Regions from separate parts of the Sus scrofa genome. Here region 2 is linked to region 1. The links are chromatin contacts, called in public HiChIP or PLAC-seq maps. All regions are on one chromosome and are shown on one strand. The core of a region is the stretch at or near the end of the contact, and the rest is flanking DNA. Distances in the headings are between cores, read along the strand shown. Region 1 has its middle 26 kb from the start of C1H9orf84. Region 2 overlaps SUSD1 (sushi domain-containing protein 1).

What was found. HiChIP or PLAC-seq counts read pairs in DNA pulled down with a chosen protein or histone mark.
Region 2: an H3K27ac HiChIP or PLAC-seq map of alveolar macrophages shows a contact between it and region 1. The contact joins two enhancer-like sites. A contact is called at or near these places in 1 of 47 Hi-C or Micro-C datasets (embryonic fibroblasts) and 1 of 2 datasets of contacts at active chromatin or transcription factors (alveolar macrophages).

The regions. Positions count from the first base shown.
Region 1 is chr1:252,579,307-252,582,859 of Sscrofa11.1, forward strand. No RefSeq gene overlaps it. Among named protein-coding and RNA genes, the nearest start is that of C1H9orf84, 26 kb to the left of the region's middle. Within about 2 kb of position 1,780, at least 1 of the 83 cell types and tissues checked has an H3K27ac peak or open chromatin away from gene starts, as enhancers often do. A contact at or near this core is called in alveolar macrophages, where this site is marked.
Region 2 is chr1:252,836,528-252,840,080 of Sscrofa11.1, forward strand. The region is part of intron 14 of SUSD1 (sushi domain-containing protein 1); the gene reads right to left. Among named protein-coding and RNA genes, the nearest start is that of SUSD1, 120 kb to the right of the region's middle. Within about 2 kb of position 1,719, at least 11 of the 83 cell types and tissues checked have an H3K27ac peak or open chromatin away from gene starts, as enhancers often do. A contact at or near this core is called in alveolar macrophages, where this site is marked.

The DNA.
Region 1 (3,553 bases), core at 530-3,029:
TGATTATAAGAAATAGGCATTTAATTTTCATCTTGGTCCTGGCACAAGACTCCCCAAATCCTTGGAATTTCCTCTAATGAGAGAGATAGAGGTCTTTTATTATGTTAATGAGTTAACTTGGAAAGCACTACCTAGAGCCAACCACGTGATCTTCGGGTTGAAACTTTCAGTCTCAGCAACCTACCCTCCCCAAGCCTCCTGGGAGAAGGGAGGGGCTGGAGATTGGGTTCAATCACCAGTTGGGTGCAGTAGCCAATTACTTAATCAATCATTCCTTTGTAGTGAGGCCTCCATAAAAACCCAAAGGTATAAAATTTGGAGTACTTCCACCTTGGCGAACATATGGAGATTCCCGAAGAGTGGTGGTGTGGGAGCAGGCTTGAAAGCTTAGCATCCCTTTCCCTGTATTTTGCCCTATGCATCTCTTCCATCTGGCTGTTCCTAAGTTATATCCTTTTGTAATAAACTGGTAAGCCAGTAAGTAATATTTTTCTGTGAATTCTATGAGTCTATCTAGCAAGCCGATCAAACCCAAGGAGATCATTAGACCCTTTCTCCAATCCATAGCCAATTGATCGGAAGCAATGGTGACAGCCTTGGTTTGCAATTGGCATCTTAAAGTGGTGGTAGTGGAAAGCAATCTTGTAGGACTGAGTCCTTAACCCATGAGATCTGATGCTCTTTCTGGATAGATAGTGTCAAAATTGAATTGAATTGTAGGACACTCATCTGGTATCAGAAAATTTCTTGGTGTGGGAAAAAAAAACCCCACATCAGAATTAGGTGTAGAATCTTACAGGCACGCTCAGCCTTTGAGAAAGTTCTAAGTAAATAGTCAAAAACCCTGCTTTGGAAAAGCTATGAAAACATACTACTACAAGCTTTAGGTGGCCTGTTTCTGATTTCCTATGCTTGTAGAAACTTCCATTACATCCAAAATTGAGAGAGTTGAAAAAATATCGTAATTTAATCACCCCATGAGTATTGACATGTGCCAAGGTTCCTCTTAGCACAAAGTAATTCGATCTTGGTAAAAGTTCCTTAAGTTGAAGTGTGGCAGCTTAACTAACTGCCTTGTGAGGTCTACCAACAATAAGGCGCTGACTCCAGGCAGGTAGGCCTTGCCCAGTTAAGGATGTTGAAGAAGTCTGTCTACTACTACTTGCCTTTTTTTGTTGCTAAGCTATGTCACCGAGCTGGGCTTCGATTCAATACCACTCTATCCCAGCAGGCATATCTATCTTACAGAAAAAGACTATTCCCAACTCATACCATCCTACCTCAACCAATCAGATATGAAGGCAGAAGGCATGATCAAAAAAGAAAAGAAGACAGTTCTAAATAACCCTCTACAGAATCCAACTTTGGGTTTCATATGGCAATCTAAGAAAACAGAGCATTTTGTATGAAAGGACAGCACATGATCGCAAAAGTTCTGCTGAAGCTGTTGAACTTCCGTTAGTTCAACTAATTCCAGAATGACTGTCAAACCTTCTTAGAGTGGTGCCAACATTTCAATACTCACCTGTGTGTGAGGAAAGTCAGACATACATACAGTGTTTGACTTGCTGAAACCTAATCCTTGATAGTCGAAAAATACTCTGTTGGCAAGAAACCAGAATTTTTGAGATTAGATTATAAAGTGGCCATATAATTTATTCGCTAAACCTGACACTTTTAAGAATGAAAGAAAAAAATAATCATGCCAGGGCAACAGGAACAAACAGAGGCTGTCCTAGGCAAACAAGCGAGTATTGTCACCCTAATTATAAACTGCATATTGTGTGAACATACTCAGTATTTCGCAAGTAGAGGAAAAAGGAGTTCTGGAGAGTTTCTCTCTGCATCTACTTTCTCCATTTTCCTTCCTCATTTCCCCAGTTTCCTAACATCCCCTTCAATATCCCCAGCTACTTTCTTTCATTCTTTTCCACTAGAACGTGAGCTGAATTCGACATAAAAAAAACAACTAATTTCACACATACATCAACTTCAGAGGCTAGCTATGCTTAGCAGCAAACAGGTGTGGTTTTGGGGGAGCTCCAGAATGGCTATCAGTATGGCTGCTGTAGAGATACTCCACTTATGTAAAAGCTAAGTCTGTATTTCATCTTTTCCTTTAGAGAAGGAACAGTATGCCCCCCTTTCTGGTGTGTAAAAAAATCAACAATGTTAGAATGTTAATTAGAAATTGAAGTTTGAGAGTTCCCTGGCGGCCTAGTGATTAAGATTTGGTGCTTTTGCTGCTGTGGCCTGAGTTCCATCCCTGATCTGGGAACTGAGATCCCACATCAAGCCACTACATTGTTATGGCCAGAAAAAAAGTTTTATGCAGAGTTGATCATAGATCACTAAAATCCTCTTGATTTTTTTTTTTTTTCTTTTTTGGCTGCAGCTGCATATGGAAGTTCCCGGGCCAGGGATTGAACCCGTACCACAACAGTGACCCAGGCCGCTGCAGTGACAACACCAGATCCTTAACCTGCCATGCCACAAGGGAATTCCATTTTTTAAAACTGAGCTATAAATGATACCTAACATTGTGTATTTTTTTTTTTTTTTGTCTTTTTTTTGCTATTTCTTTGGGCTGCTCCCGCAGCATATGGAGGTTCCCAGGCTAGGGGTCGAATCGCTAACATTGTGTATGTTTAAGGTGCACAACATGTTGATTTGATGCATTTATAGACTGCAGTGTGATATCACTGGGTTGGTAGCAAACACGGCTATCGTGTCCCATAATTATCATGTCTTTTTTTGTGGTGAAAGTACTCTTGATTCTGTCCAAATGGCACTCACATGGCTTTTCATAATCTCCCGCAAGCAAAGAGAGAACAAGGCTGCCTTATTCATAAATCTGTGTATCTGTGCTAAATGCTTTAAAAGGCACACACCCCACAAGTCACAAGACATGAGCATGTCTTCATAAGGTTACAGGCAGAGGTAAACCTATGATGGCCAGCCCAGTGCCCTCTGGGGACCTCAAGAAAATGTCAGCAACTTCACATCTAAAAGAAAGGTCAGAAGGAGGGCAAGATATGGAAGGAAGACAGAATCTCAAACAACTTCTTAAAACTGACTTGTAACGTGGGAAACAGGATGTCCTTCCTTATAAATTGGACAAATACTTGTTCTCAAGTTCCTGGTATGAATGGGGTCTGGGAAGGAAATCATCTTCAAGCAGAGTATCTGCATTTGTCCGGGCACATGGGAATCATTTTCAGATGAAAGAGGGAGTGCTCTTTTGAGAAACACTCTAATGTCTCAATCCTGACTTCAAGAATAGCCAAGAGTAAGCAGAACTTACCATGAGTCAGGGACTGTTCTGAATACTTTTCACACGTTGTCTCAGGAAAAACCTGGGCCTGGTGGTGTTGTACTGGTCTGAATCTGAGTCCTGGTTCTGTCACTCTAGAGCCATATGGTTCATAGGAAGAAGGTTCTTGGACCCCGGTATGAAGTTTTTTCAAATGTAAAATACTCTTAGGGTTATAGAAATAGATGACCTCAGGTATGGACAAGCACCAGCAGGGTGCTGGCACGTAATGCTCCTCCT
Region 2 (3,553 bases), core at 469-2,968, 260 kb after region 1:
GGGCTACAGCTGCCAGCCACAGCCACAGCCACAGCAACACGGGATCTGAACCACATCTGCGACCTAGACCACAGCTCATGGCAACGCCAGATCCCTGACCCACTGAGCGAGGCCAAGGATCAAACCCAACTCATGGACACTAGTCGGATTCGTTTCTGCTGGGCCACAACAGGAACTCCCCATGGTAGCATTAATTGCAAGAGCCAAGAGATGGAAGCAACCCAAGTGTCCATCTACAGAGGAAGGGGTAAACAAAATGTAGTATATACATGCAGTGGAATATTATTCAGCCTTCAAAAGAAAGGAAATTCTGACATATGCTACATTGTGAATTAACCTTGAAAACATTATGCTAACTATGACAATTGCAAAACATAAACCCGGTATGATTCGACTTACGCAAGGTATCTTGTGTAGTCAGATTCATAGAGACAGAAAGTAACAGGGTAGTTGCCAGGAGGTGGGGAGATGGAAGGAATGGGGAGCTGTTTAACTGGGAACAGAGTTGCAGTCTCACAAGATAAAATATTCTGGAAGATTAGTTTCATAACCATGGAAATGTACTCAGCACTTGTATACTGTTAGTTAAAAAATTAAGATGGTCCATTTTATGTTATGTGTATTATACCTCAATTAAAAATAAATGTTAAGGAGTTCCCACTGTGGCACAGCGAGTTAATGATCTAGCCTGTCTCTGTGTCATTGCCTGTTGGATCCCTAGCGCGGTGCAGTGAGCTAAGGATCCAGCGTTGCTGCAGCTGTGCAGTAGGTCACAGCTGAAGCTCAGACTTGATCCCTGGCCTGAGAACTTCCACATGCAACAGGTGCGGTCAAAAACAGAAAAAAAGTAAAATATAAACAAATCAACATTAAAAATAATAACTGCTAAATGTTCGAGAATTAGATGGTGGCTGTTGCATTACCACCATTTTGTGACTGTACACGTTAGATTTATTAGATATGTGAACTGTGTCTCAATAAAGATGTTCACAAAAGAAAAATAAATAAATCACTACAGATTTTTTTTTTTTTTTTTGGCCACAGCCATGACATGCAGAAGTTCCCGGACCAGGGATTGAACCTGAGCTGCAGCTGCAACCAGTGCCAGAGCTGGGGCAAAAGCCAGATCCTTAACCCTCTGCACTACAGGAGAACTTGCACTACTGATTTTAATGACTGCAACAGCAATATATTTGAAACCCAAAAGTAATGCAAATATGCAAGTCCAAACAATTTTTTTTCAAAGAACAAGCACAGTTCTGCTTTGCCTACGAAAAAGTGGTATCTGGAGTTCCTGCTGTGGCTCAGTGGGTTGAGAACTCAACTAGTATCCATGAGAACGCAGGTTCGATCCCTGGCCTCACTCAGTGGCTTAAGGATCCAGCATTGCCCTGAGATATGGTGTAGGTCACAGATGCAGCTCAGATCCCAAATTGCTGTGGCTGTGGTGTAGGCTGGCAGCTGCAGCTCTGATCTGACCCCTAGCCTAGGAACTTCCATATGCTTTAGGTGAGGCCCTAAAAGGATAAAAAAATGAAAAAGAGGTATCAATGACATCATAGGGAAGTCTCCTTACACCAGAATTCTCATTGTAACCTCCTACTTCCTTCCCTCTGTGCCTCAATACTGATACTGAGTCACACTGAAGCCCTAATGCGCACTGTGACATTACTCAGAGGGCGTGCCTCTGGAAGGTCATTAGGTTTAGATGAGGTCATGAGGGTAGGGCCCCAGGATGAGATTAGTGTCCCCATAAGATGAGGAAGATTGATCCGAGCTCACTTACACCCTACCACATGAGGACACAGCAAGAAGGCAGCTGTCTATAGGCCAGGAAGTCTTCCCTCCCAGGGGAACCAAATCAGCCTGCATCTTTTTTTTTTTTTAATTTATTTATTTATTTTTATTTACTTTTTTTAAATTACTCAAATGAATCTATCACATCCTGTAGTTGTATAATGATCATAACAATCTGATTTCACAGGATTTCCATCCCACAGCCCAAGCACATCCCCCACCCCCCAAACTGTCTCCTCCGGAGACCATAAGTTTTTCAATGTCTGTGAGTCAGCATCTGTTCTGCAAAGAAGTTCATTTTGTCCTTTTTTTTCAGATTCCACATGTCAGTGAAAGCATTTGATGTTGGTGTCTCATTGTATGGCTGACTTCACTTAGCATGATAATTTCTAGGTCCATCCATGTTGCTAAGAATGCCGGTATTTCGTTCTTTTTAATGTCAGCCTGCATCTTAATCTTAGATGTCCCAGTCTCCAGAACCATGAGAAATAAACATTTGTTGTTTAAGCCGCTGAGGCCATAATATTTTGAAACGGAAGCCCAAGCTAACACACCCGCCCAGACCAAAGTCTCCATCTGAGACAGCAGCTCTCAGAGTACGTAACCTCTAAATGGTACTCATATTGCCCTGCAGGGACTGTCTGTGGCTAGAAACACCACGTCAGGATCTCCAGGTAATTTTCTAGCAAGGAGGCCTTGTCTAAGTCATAAACACCTTTGAACAAGTTCAAGGCAATATATTCCGGACTTTAGTCCTCCAATACTTCATCCCTACTCTACTGCCACAAAAGACCCCCAGACCTATTTTGGACATATTCTTGGCTGTACATCAAGCATGATAATGGCATATTAGACTTGTGTCCTATCCAGAATTTAATAGCAGGTTTCGCTCTTAAATATGGGATGCACATTACACACAAGAGGGTTCAAATTCATCAGTGAAGAAATGTTTCTACTAATATTCGTATAATTTTTCTAGTTTCCATTACCGACCGATAAGGAATTTATACCCAACTTTGAGTTCTCCTAGGGCAACCATCACCATGGTTTTTCCATAAGATCTTCCACCCCTCACCAACTAATCCAGCTCTTGCTATTCTGCTTGCCCACCTCATTCTATGTATTCATTAGGTAATGAATACAAATCTCTGTGTCTCCACAAAGAACCACCACTGGAAGAACATAGACTTTCTGAGGATGGAGAGGGGGGTGTAGAACTTACTCAATAGGCAGTAAAAGAAGCAGAAAACAGGGCCAGAAAGTAGTGCTGAGCTTAATCTGACCCTCCTGGAGTCTCAGTTCCAGGAGAATGAGGGGAGGCAGTAAGCCTGGCAGGAGTACAGTGGGAGTGACAGAGAGGTCTAGAGGTTCCTCTCCAACTCGGGCAGCAGTATGATAGGATGAGGGCATTCATGAAGCTTAAGAAGAACAAAAACTACTCAGTCCAAACACAAATCCAAATAGGAAGGTCCCCCAGGAAGTTCAGAATATCAACCTTCATATAAATTTCACCTGCCCATGTTTTAGAAAGTGAAAGTACTCAACACATTTTTATGGGTCTTACATGCACTATTAATCTCAAATATTGAGAAAACAATGCTTAAATATTTAAATTTCATGTGAAGAGGAAAGATACAGAACTCACAAGAGTTTTTGAAGAAATAGACCTTAAACATACATACAATGGAATACTATGCAGCCTTAAAAAAGAACAAAATACTGCCATGTGCAGCAACCTGGATGGACCTAGAGATAA